2 separate regions of the Rattus norvegicus genome follow, and region 1 is linked to region 2. The links are chromatin contacts, called in public Hi-C maps. All regions are on one chromosome and are shown on one strand. Each heading gives the region's core, a stretch centred on a gene start, on an enhancer-like site or on the middle of the called end of the contact. The rest is flanking DNA. Distances are from core to core; before and after follow the strand shown. Region 1 holds the start of Dmxl1 (Dmx-like 1). Region 2 overlaps LOC120098148 (a long non-coding RNA gene).

Region 1 (5,946 bases), core at 2,054-4,553, 74 kb before region 2:
TGGCTCAACAATGTACCCAGTGTTTCCTTTAATTCCTCACTTTATGTTGATATTAAAATGTTTAACAAATGGATGATAAAAATTCAAAAATGTTTAGTAGAAATATTATATTGAGACTCAAATCTAAACTAATAAAGCAATTATTAACTGCACTGCAATAAGCTTCTGAACCCACTCATGAAATCAGGCACTATTTATAAAGTACTTCCTAATACAAAGTAACATGAATAATATACAATTAATTATAACCTTAATTGAATCGTAAGAGTTGGCATTTCATATAACAAACACCAAACAGAATTCCACTAAAAAATTATTAAAAAAATTTTAGAAGTTAGAGGAGAACTTGCTTAAAAACAAAACAAAACAAAACAAAAAAACTAATGACCTGTGCCCCAACTAGTCAACAAATAGACGGTGGGTGGATGAGTGAGGCTGTGTGTCAGGAGTCCTGGGCAGTATGGCAAGGCCTTGCCTCAAAAAAAAAAGTGAAAACAGTATTGAGGATATTCAGTAATAGAAAGCTTCCATAACATGTAAGCATGTGTAAGCAAGGCCCACTGGCTTGATCCTTAGAACAAAAACAAAAGTAAAATTTAAAAAAGAAAGGAAAACAAAAGCAAGCAAACAAACAACAAAGCAACCTAGTGATAAAGAACCATGCTTGAAACCAAACCAGGTTCTGACTCAACTACTAAGTAGTATCACCACTGCCTCAGTAACCGTCTAGGCACTCACAATGAAGCCACCATCAAGCAAGGCCACACTGCTTAATAATGAACTAAACGCACTCCGAAAGCAGGAATTACATGGTCATTGACCACTAGAAGCTTTCTAAAGGCAAATCCAAACTAGTGTGATGGAACTTGAGGTAATAAGAAAAAAAAAAAAAAAAGAATGTTTTGATATACTAACCTATATTAGTAATTGTTAAAACATGAAAATTGTCATTCAAATTCAATTTGAAGTCTGTCAGAACTGTAAGCGGGAACCAAAGTCCTGTTCTTTGAAATCCTCCAAAACAAGTGTTGTACTATTTGCATCTGTGTAAAAGGAAGAACTGCAAACACAGGCTCATCTTCAGAGAAACCATGAAGCACCACAAAGGATGAAAGAATCCTACAAGGCTGCAAAATCTCAAGTCCATACTTCAAGTATAGCTGCAACTGAAAGATTTTTATTTTTTATTCTTCATACATTATGTATCATTAATTTTGCTCTTCAAATAAAAATAAAATAAAAAGCTATGGGAGGGTGGAGCTTGGTGAAATGCTTGACTAAAATGCCAGAGATCTATGATTTGATCCTCAATGCCTTCATTGACACTCACACAAGGGAGATTAAAAACAGATTTCAAAGGAGAAACAATAGACTGTTCATAAACATGAAGGAGAAAATGGGTAATTTCAAGACAAAGAAATATAAGATGCACCCATTTATTCGGGAAAGTAGGGGCAAGAAACTTGCTGAAATGGAACTCCGGCTGGCTGCTAGAGGGAAAAACCTAACTATAATCTTTAAACTGCTGCCAAAATTAAAGGGATCTGAGATCTTTATACCAAACTAATATAGTTAGATGTGTTTAGGTATCTAAGCTGTGGATAAATGTAACTTCTTTGATTATATGCTTATCTGGAAGCAATCTGCAATGGGCTTACAGGAAGATCATCATTACTTGCTTTAGGAAAAACTGACTAAAAACAGAAATGGGCAAAAAGTTACATGCTAGTATATGGTTACTATTTAACCTTTAAAGGCTTCTGAAAACTAGCATGAAAGCAATTTGCCAAGGTTTTATAGATTAATGCATGTGGATTTATAAATGGGCTGTCAATTTATAATGCTTTGAAGTATCCACACTGCCCTATGTACATTCAGAATGCCCTTTTAAAAAGTTCATAGCATTTGTCTTGGAGAAAGCTCTCATTAAGCTTAGGGGATGGCAGAAAACATCATTTTCCTATAAGCTCTCACCAGGAAGACATCCAATGGAGACTTGCTGGCTGTACTTCCTTCCTTAAGGAGAGACAGCAATGTCCAGCTGTGGGGTGACAAATGCTAAGACCGATATCTCCTCCCCTCACTTCCCCTGAGAACTTTAGACTAAGCAAACATCAAGAATTAGAATCTTGACAACTGCTAGAGTCATGTGCCACTCCATTGGGAAGTCACAGGCTAGCATAACTCTTCAAATACAGTTTAAGCATTAAATGCCTAAAGCATGTTAAATGCTGGGTATTACTTATTCTAACAAAAGTCTGAGTCTGTCTCTCTTTTACACACACACACACACACACACACACACACACACACCAGAGAAATTAAGATCTCTAAGCCTGGAGCATATTAAGCTGTTTGCGCTTTAGTTGTACAAAATTAAATTTTACGTTTAATAAAAAAATTGTAGCTAAAGTCATCAACACTAATAAATATGTTTAGACTAGAGGTCTGAAGTCCACTATTGACTTGTGACTTGAAATTATTAGAAAAGCTAAACTAAGATAAAAAATGTCATTAAACCCTTAAAGCCAGAAATGTGAGACTATCTTTGCCCTAACAGCTGGAAATAGAATAGAAAAGAAAACCAAGTCACATTGGCTAAATCTTAACCTGCCCTTAGCAAACAGGAGATACGCTGGAAGATACAACAGTGCAACCATCAGGAATTTCCTCGAACACCCTCAAAACTTTTCAAGGATTTCAAGGCCGTTGCCTATGTAACTCACGGGAACTTAGGGATGAATGGAGAATATTTTCTTTGCAAAGTTATTCATAGGTGAACTTTAAGAAAAATAAATAGAACGGTGTTGTTTTCATTATATTGTCATTTAATATTATTAATCTAGCTTAATAATCAGTAACTGTTTTAAGACACCCACTCTTTTAACTACAAAGACTTGACCTTAGAACCTTGACCTGGGGTGGGGGGGAATGAAGCAAATCTAAATTAATCCCACATTACAGGCCCATGCAACGGGAAAAATCAACACCCTCTCCCCGACCCCCCAATTCGTGATTCTTCTAACATTTTGGAGGAACTACTTTGGCCCGAAGGAGTCAGACGTTTTTTTAAGCCCGAAAACACGCTAACTGGAGCGGAGGCCGTGCGGCCTCTCCCGTCCTCACCGTAAAGCGCTGCTCGCCGACGCTGCCCACCGAGAAGCAGTGGTCGCCGGGGTTCACCGCGCCGGTCAGCACCTGGTGCAGGTTCATGGCGGCGTCCTAGTCCCGCAGCACACGCCGCGGCCAGCTCATGCCCGTGCTCAGCCGTTTCCCAGCGCCTTCCCCTAGGGGCGGCGGCCGCTCCTCCGCGGCGGTGCCAGGCTCCCGAAGCCGCAGACGCTGGGTCCGGGCCCGCGGCGCATCCCGAGCCGGACGGCCGAGGCCTGAGGGGGGCGGGCCGGGTAGCGAGTGCGGCGCCGCACTGCTCTGCACCTGTCACCGCAATTCAGGTGAAGCTCGGTGTCCGCTCACCTATCCGTTCCGGGCGCGGCCCTCGGGGACCGAGCTGTCCACACGCTATTCCCGAGCCCGGTCGTCGGGACGCACAGCCTGAGAGGCGCGGCAGCTCGCGCTGCCCCTCACCAGACCGACCTCAGCCCAGCCGCGGTCCCGCCGCCCTCAGCAGCTGCCACCGCTCGCTACGCGGCTCTGGCCCTTGCGCCAAAATATCGCGAGACTTTCTTCAAGGCTCCAGAATGGGTGGCAGTACATAGGGCAGCAACGCCTTTTCTAGTCGAGAGTTAGCCAATCCCGAGACCCGAACGTACCTAGAGCTCCGCCCCTTCCTGAAGAGAAGCCAATCTCTTTGAGGCGTGTGGAGGAGCCCAGACTCAGTTTGAGTCTAGCATAAACAGAGTGAAGGGTTACCTAAAAGTAACCAAGCTGTGCTTTTGGTAAGGGATCAACCTAACTCTTAGCACAGAAAGTTTAGCAAGGAGGAGTTGCAGGTCCCTTATTCCTGGTATAACTACAAGTCCCAAGATGCACCACTCCCCCCCCCTTTCGGGCCCGGAGGGAATCTGCAAATGTGATCGTGGAAAACACTTTTAGCCTTGTCGCGGTTATTTCTGCGCATTTCCAACTCACTAAACAAGATAATTTAGAAAGGTTTAGGCTCCTCAGTAATATAAATGATCTATTTTAATAAGGACAAAGTAGATTTTAAAATAATGCCGATAATGATGACCCGCCAATCCTACTTTGTTTTGGAAAAAGAACCCAAGAATTTCAAAATGAATTGTCAGGCACCAGTAGTGAGATCCAGTTCTCATTATATTTTGACACTAATTTCGTATTGTTACTAACAAAAGTCTGTTCGAATGGCTTCCCCTTTTAGGGACAGGCGGTTCTATTCCTCTCTGTCTCAAATGTGTGGCACAAGCGTAGTGCAAAGTGTTCAAGAAAGTTTCAACTAGATGAATATTACCATGAACTTTGTTGGAGTAGTACTGTCAGAGGCGAGAGGCATCAGAGACAGCTTGGTGCTGATACCCTCAGGCTCTGCACGGAGCCGTATTGGATTTGGGCCTAGCCGCTTTTGACTGCATGGCTCAAAGTGGCTAGGTGACTTTGGGCTGTTTGGCCACAGATATTCACCCCTAAGATGACTGCCATAAGTCTTAGGATTGTTGAATGAAAGCCTCTCCCATGAATTTACGGCACAGGAAGATAACATTCAAGGGATGCCTCAGCTCCCTTAGCAGATACCTGTTACCTCCTGAATCAACACACAGTGTCTCCACTGCCTGACCTCTTTGCCTCCAGCTATCACTGCCTGTATCCGCACCTCCCCCTCCTCTGTGTTTCACAAAGGACACTCCCCCTACCTGAAAGCCTTAAAAGCTGTAACATTCACCCCAATAAACGAGACCTTGACAACAGAACTTTTGCTTGGTCTCCTTCTTCTCTTCACCCCCATTTTGGCCCACAGGTAGAAAGCCTCTTCGGGACCCTGAATAACTGGGTCCCCGCTGGCGGGGACAAGGCTCCTAAGGAGCTTGCATAGATTAGAAACTTCAATTCAGGCCAAACCGGAATTTGGAGCTTGGGTGCAGAAAAGAATTTCAGGACTATCCAGTTTATGAAGCGCAGGTGGGGTTTAATAATAATAAAAAAAAATAATAATATAGGCTTAACTGTGAGTGTTAATAGAACAGCATGAGCTACAGAGAGAGCTCCTGTCTCAAAATTAAATAAATCAAGAATCTTAAAACTAATATTTTGGTGACAAATACTAGTAACCATTTATGTTCTTTTCCTAAGAAATTCGCAATATACATTTACTTTTTTGCAATTAAAAAATACCTGAGGCCAGGCAATAGTGGCACATGCCTTTAATCCCAGCGCTCCAGAGGCAGAGAGGCAGGTGGATCTCTGAGTTCTAGGCTATCCTGGTCTAGAGGATGAGTTCTAGGATAGTCAGAACTATACAGAGAAACCCTATTTCAAAAAACAAAAATCAAACAAAATAATAATATTCTATAAGCCATGTCCCCTTTTAAAATAGAAAGATGAAAATGGGTTCAAAATTCCAGTCTTTTCGTAAATGGACAACAGTAGGTCAGGCATGGAGTGACATATGCCTAGTTCCAGAACTTGGAAGGTGGAGGAGGCAGGAGACTCAGGAATGCCTTGGCTACATAGAAAGGTTGAGACTGGGCAGCCTTGTCTACATGAGACCCCTTTTCAAAAGAAGACAAAAGACAAAACGTTATATTTTGTTGAGATTTGTGAAATCTAAGTTGGCTTTATCTTGAGTTGCAAACTCACTGTGGTCTCATACTTGCTAAGCAAGCACTTAACTACTGATCTACAGTGCAGTCCAAGAATCACCTGGGAGACATATCTCTGGGTTTGTCAGTGAGAGCATTTCTGGATACATTTCACTGAGGAAGGAAAACCCATGAGAGATGTAGACAGAATCACACCATGGGCCCAGACTAA
Region 2 (6,108 bases), core at 2,915-5,414:
CCCTTTGCCCCATCTATGGTGGTTTAAGTAAAAATGCCCCCCATAGGCTCATGAGGAGGGCACTTTTTGAGGATTAGGAAATGTGACTGGAGGAAGTGTGTCACTGGGAATGGGGCTTTGAGGTTTCAAATGTTGAAGGTGGGCCCAGTGCCTTTCTCTGTTCCTTCTGCCTGCAGTTGTAGAACTCTCAGCTCCCCTTTCAGCACCCTGTCTGCCTGCACACCACCGTGCTTTCTACCATGATGATAATGGACTGAGTAAACCTCTGAACCTGTAAGGCAGCCCCAGTGAAATGCCTGTCCTTAGAAGAGTTGCTGTGGTCATGGTATCTCTTCACAGCAACAGAAACCCCAGGACACCATCTCTTCCGCTCTCCTCTCTGCTCTGTCCTCGGTACGCACCATTCGTTTGTTGCTATACATTTTCATCTTTTTGGATCCCACATGTAGATGAGATTGTGTGTTTTTTTCTTTTTCTGTCTGGTTTATTTCACTTGGCACAGTGTCACCCTTGTTCACCTATAATGTCATCCTTGTGGTTACAGGTGTCAGGACTTACTTCCGTTTTCAGGAGAATTGTTATTCTATTTTACATGTTCAGTTTTTTATGCACAATTTATATTGCTCTTTCCATTTGTTCAGAAAAGAGTAATAATATCCTGGCAGTGGGCGAAGAGACACCTTGTGAATGGTGATGTTCTTATTATCAGTCAGGAGCAGAGCAGATGGCAGTCCTTTGTTCATCCTAGCTCGACGCCTGGCTTGGTGGCCAAAGCTATTTTATGCCTAGGACACATAAAAATCAAATCAAACCAAACCAGGCAGCACACAGCCCAGGAGGAGGAAGACTGAGAGACCTGCGTTCTGCTGTGCCACCCACAGACCTGCCCTCCAGTGCACAGCATAGCCAGGCCTTAGACACTGCTTGCTGCCATGCAAGACATCGTGGACTGAGGTCTCCCAGGGGCCCTGCCAGCCATATGGCCATCCTGCAGCTGGAGCCACTACAATGTGCATGTGTGTGGTGCTGGGATGGGAGAGAAAGAGAAGTGGAACAACTTAGGCATTATGAAGAGAGAGATGGAACTGGAGACTCAGTGGACAGGAATAGCCTCTTGTGAGGTTGGTAAGGTCCCAGCCCGAGCTTCTGCTAAGGACCATGTCTGAGTCCATGGCTACACAGTAGCAGGCAGTGTCGGTGTCGATATCCATTATCACTAGAGAACATGGTGACATCCCTGGGGTGTGCAGCCTCTGGGGACCACATGGATATGCCGGTACTGTGCAGAACTGACCCTGTCACTGGCTGTGGCGCTCTGGAGAGCTGCCTCCATCTCTCAGCTTTAGCAACACTTGGGAAACCTGGCCCTGCACCTTGGCCAGGCTGCACAGTGGAGTTGACCCTAGTGGCTGGGGTATGGGTGAGCTGGCCCTGAGGGGTGAGTATGGGAGAGCTGAACACACTGCTCGTCTGTGGTGGAGTGGTATGGATGCAGAGTTGATTCCCCCTTGCCCCTTGCCACCTGAGACAGTCGGGAACACAGCCCGCAGGTCATGAGCGGAGAACAATCCCTGCCCTTCACCAGCTGCAACACTGGACAGCAGGCCTTGCACCTCACCTGGACAGCACAACAGAGTTGACCCTGGTGTCAGGGCATGTGTGAGCCAGCTGTGAGATTGAGGGAGAGCTGTCCCTGCCACTCCTATGTCATGAGGTGGCTTAGGGAGGAGGTGATGCTTCCCTTGCCACCTACGGTAGTCAAGAGAGATGGCTGTGAGGACGAGAGAGCAGGAGAGCTACTAACTCTGCCTCTCAGTGACGGCAACGCTAGCCAGAATAGTGCTGGAGAGCTCGCCCTGGTGGTACAGATAAGGGAGAGCCAGTATGCTGACCAGTTCAGTTACTACTCAGGCCCAGACCCAGGGCTCTGAAGTGGCCCACCCCAAAGACTATATCTTCTATGAACAGTTGGGACAGGGGAAAGGGGCAGTCCTGCTAATCCAAAGCTACAGAATCTTTCTGATACAGGGTAACAACAAGATAACTGGGAGGAGTCCCGGTGAGGATCCAACATTGATGGTGTCACAGAAGTCAAGAGATCTTGAACCAGACCAATGATCCATTGTAATGAACATTTGCAAGTTAAGATGTGTGGATAGGATATACACATTGACATACTCCAGTTGCCATAATAAGATGTCCCTTATGGTTTGGTGTGTGTGTGTGTGTGTGTGTGTGTGTGTGTGTGTGTGTGTGTGTGTGTGTTTGGAGGGGGAAGGTTGCAAGGGTGAAGGGCAGATATGAGGTGATGGGGAGATGAGCAGGACTGGGGGTACATGATGTGAAACTCACAAAGAATCAATAAAAAGTTTTTTTTAAAGAAAAGGATAATGCATATATATCATACTGTTATTTAGAATTGTAGATCATAAACATAACCCTCAATCTCCCAGTAGGTACGCTCCCACTAGATAGAACTGCATGTTGGTGTGAATATTTCAGTGCATTACAAACACTTAAAAAACCGAGTTCATATGAATACTAATAATTCTAATCAAAAGCAAAGGGCCTTGTTTTCTCCTCCTCCGTGACATACTTCTGTCTCTCATCCCCCAGGGACAGTGCTACCTCCAGGGAGAATTACTCAGTGACAAATCCTAGCCACCTTCCAGAATTATCCAGCAGGGTAGAGTGTTAACTCCAACAACTTCAATCTGCACGTGTACTAAGATGCCTGTCTCAGGATACGAACCTGAGGAAACCCAGGGTACAGCACACTGCCACTCACCTCCCCCTCAGACTCCCAACTGCTAATAATGCTCTTCTAACAGCCACCGGTGTGCAAGTGCAAAGCACAGTGGTACAATAACAGAATCATAAGCTATATTTGGAAAGCGGAACGCGGTGCATGTCCAGTAAGAAAAAGTGACTTCCTCATACTTCTTGCTATTTTCACAGTTGTTGTCTCTGTGCTTTTATAGCAAGAGATCTATGTTATTGACGGTAGCTTTGTTTGTGAGCTAGGTTGTAGGTGCACAGTTAGATGAGGGAAGAGAAGAAAGGAAGGAAAGGGGTGAGGGAAAGATAAATACCAGTGTCGGTAGGGTGAGTGCTTTGTCCTTACGTGGCTTTTATGAATCATGCACGTTAGCAAAGTGTCACTTGATCCACCACACGATCAAATGTGGGAACAAAGGAACATGAAGCCTGGTCGGATCTCAGGCAAAAAGGATGAATGTTTCCTTTCATTTAGTTATATAGGTTAAAAAATAAAAATAGTATTTTCAGATTGATAAATTTAATATGAGTTGAAAAATATAACCAAACATTTCTTAGCAGTTCTAAGGGATGAGGAAAAATACAAGTCATTGCCCTAAGCCTACTATAGACATAAAAGGGAAATATAATACTGAAAAAGTTTCTACATTGGATATAAGGAAGTCTTTTAAAAGCATGAACTAAACTCAGGGGACACAGGCAGTGGGATCACTTGAGCCATGAGCTTAGAGAGTGTGATGAGATCTTCATTTCAACGCATCCACAATGAGGCAAGAATAAAGCGTGAATTATATTTTAAATTTTAATTTATATTTTAAAGTTTATAATGCATGGGGAAGTTACTCCCCAAGTACCAACAGTGTGACTTTCTACACACTTTATTTTATGAACAAAAACGACATCACAAGTTGTTCAAAGATGTAACTCTTGGAATGGGAACGTTCTTGGCTCTCTTGTATTTGTCTAGATAGGGATTTTCGTTGAGCGCCCCTTTTGGGTGAAGCGTAGCAAGCACTGTTTATTATACATGAAGCTGCCTATGTTCACACTGTTTATTATATACGAAGCTGCCTAGGCGCTTGAGTTCACGCAATGAATGCAATCAATTAGATTTGCAGTAGTTCCTTCCTTGGTCTCTGAGGTACTCTGGTCCCACCAGTTGGAGACATCTCCATCGAATTGCTAGCTGTGACTGAGATTTGTGTGAGACTCCTGAAGGCATCCTGGGAGAGTTTACCTGTTTGACTTTAGCATCTGAACAACTGAACTTCCAGGTAAGCTGCAGGAGACACCCTGCATCTCTGCTTGCCGAGCTGCTTCACTTATCCAAGGGCAGCTCTCTAATTGCTGCCTGAGTTGTGAGATTTACATGGATTAAAGTGCAGACTTTGCTGCTGGTGTTGGTGAATGATTAAAGAGCAGACGTTACTGGCAGTGGGTAGTAGCAGGGGGAGGGAAGATCATTTTTAATTAGTGATATGACAACTGCTAGGGTTCTCGTAGTCAAGGGGATGGCTGCACACCCGTGCATGTAAGGACAACGTTAACTGGACAAAGTGGATTATAAGAAAAAATACACGATGTTGGGAGAAACACATGATGTGTGGGAGGAATTGGATGGGTAAAGAGAGTTCATATGACCATATTTTGTTGTGTACATGTGTGAAATTGTCAATGTGAAGAAAACAAAAGGAAACAGAGTTAAAATGTAAAAGACGCAACCTAGATTGTCAAATAAATGACTCTAGTTCTATCTGGTTTCTATGAATGAACTTAGTGCGGTCAGGAACTCTGCTTTCTCACTTGTGGAGGCCAGCCTCTGAAATAACTGTGGTCACTAACGCATCCATGGTTGAGCTTTCTCTAGTGGGAAGGACTAAGCCAAAAACAAATTTTGCACAAGTGACAAGAAACAGTGTTGTAGTTTGTGACCGACTTCCAGCTCCAGCCATTTACCCTTCCAGCTCTAGGTCTACCCACTTGGCCATGTAGAGCAGTGAAGAGCAGAGAGTGGATACCCCACGTAAGGCCCAGCTCTGTGTGGTTGGGTTGCACCCTCAGAAGACTTGAGCAGGAATGGGGCTAGAGAGAGGTAGAGTTCACAAGTTATTTAGAGGAGGGTATCAGACTACTGAGATTATCTTACTTTTCAGGTGGAAATGTAGCATGGGAACCAAAACATAAAACCTAGATCTTATCTAGTTAGAAGGTTAGCATTCACAATACACTAAATATTATTCTTTAATCTTATAGACTTTAACAAGCCAAATAGACACATGTAACTAAAGTGGATTTTCTAGTTTGGGGGCAGAGAGTTATAGATTATTCTGGATTGTATATACCAATCATCTTCTGTGCCATGTATTATTGTCTTGGAATACTTTTGGTTTGGCTAATTACATGTATTGAAGTATATGAGTCTCTTTAGTCTTTGACTATTGCCTTGCTTTGGTATTAGATACTGGCCACTGCATGTGTTTTGAGAATAGAAATGGTTTTTCAAGGGCTAGGGATAATTTTAATTTTTCCAAACTGTAATGGTTGTCAACTTGACTATATCTTGAATGAACTACAGTCCAGAACTGGAAGGCTCACCTGGGGTCCAGGTCTTGAGGCTGGGAGATACAAGATTTTGACCTGGATCTTGGCATGGAGATCTTGAGGCAAAGTGGCTATGAATCCCAAGAGACTAAGGCAAGGGGATCTTTGAGTTTAAGGTCAACCTGGGACAAAACAAGTCCCAGATCCAGGCTTGGTGGCATACACCTTTAATCTGGGCCACACCTTCTGCTGGAGCTCTACATAAGGACATTGGAAGGAGGAAGATTCGCTCTTCTTCACCACTCACATCTACTTGCCAGCACTACTTGTTAGAATCTACTAGCCTTGTGGGACTGAGCAACTACTAGGTCCTTGGACTTCCCACTCACAACTGACCATTGTTGTGGAGTTGGCCTACAGACTGTAAGTCACCATAACAACTTCTCACACTATATAGAGACTATCCATAAGTTCTGTGACTCTAGAGAACCCTGACTAATACACAAACCTTTTTTGAAAATGCTTTAACCTCCCTTGTAGCCCATCACCCACCAGAGGTAGTGGAAAAGAAAGGATATGGGGGAAGTGGACCTGTTTAGAAAGGTTTTTTTTTTGAGCAACTCCCATCTGTGGTGTCTGGAAATCAGCAGTGTAGTTCACAGGTTAGCCAGCAGCAGCTGGATCCACTCGCCAACACTTCACGGATACACTTTTCATAGGTACACCAGCAGTCCAGTTCAGTAGAGTCGAGATAGCAACAGCAGTGGCAGAACCTAGCAGAGACAGCTA

Evidence for each region. Hi-C and Micro-C count contacts between places; a contact is called where the count stands out from the background.
Region 1: a contact with region 2 is called in a Hi-C map of kidney, with 2.0 times the contacts expected there. The contact joins the promoter of Dmxl1 here to the enhancer-like site in region 2. A contact is called at or near these places in 3 of 12 Hi-C or Micro-C datasets (Schwann cells and kidney).

What each region holds. Positions count from the first base shown.
Region 1 is chr18:45,177,245-45,183,190 of GRCr8, reverse strand. It overlaps Dmxl1 (Dmx-like 1), which reads right to left and starts at 3,303. Exons shown (of 43, transcript NM_001107388.2): 1 at 3,127-3,303. The coding sequence starts at 3,213.
Region 2 is chr18:45,103,992-45,110,099 of GRCr8, reverse strand. LOC120098148 (a long non-coding RNA gene) reads right to left here. Exons shown (of 2, transcript XR_005496167.2): 2 at 3,556-6,108. LOC120098372 (small nucleolar RNA SNORA48) reads left to right here and starts at 654; the gene lies at 654-798. Within about 2 kb of position 4,164, at least 2 of the 93 cell types and tissues checked have an H3K27ac peak or open chromatin away from gene starts, as enhancers often do. A contact at or near this core is called in kidney, where this site is marked.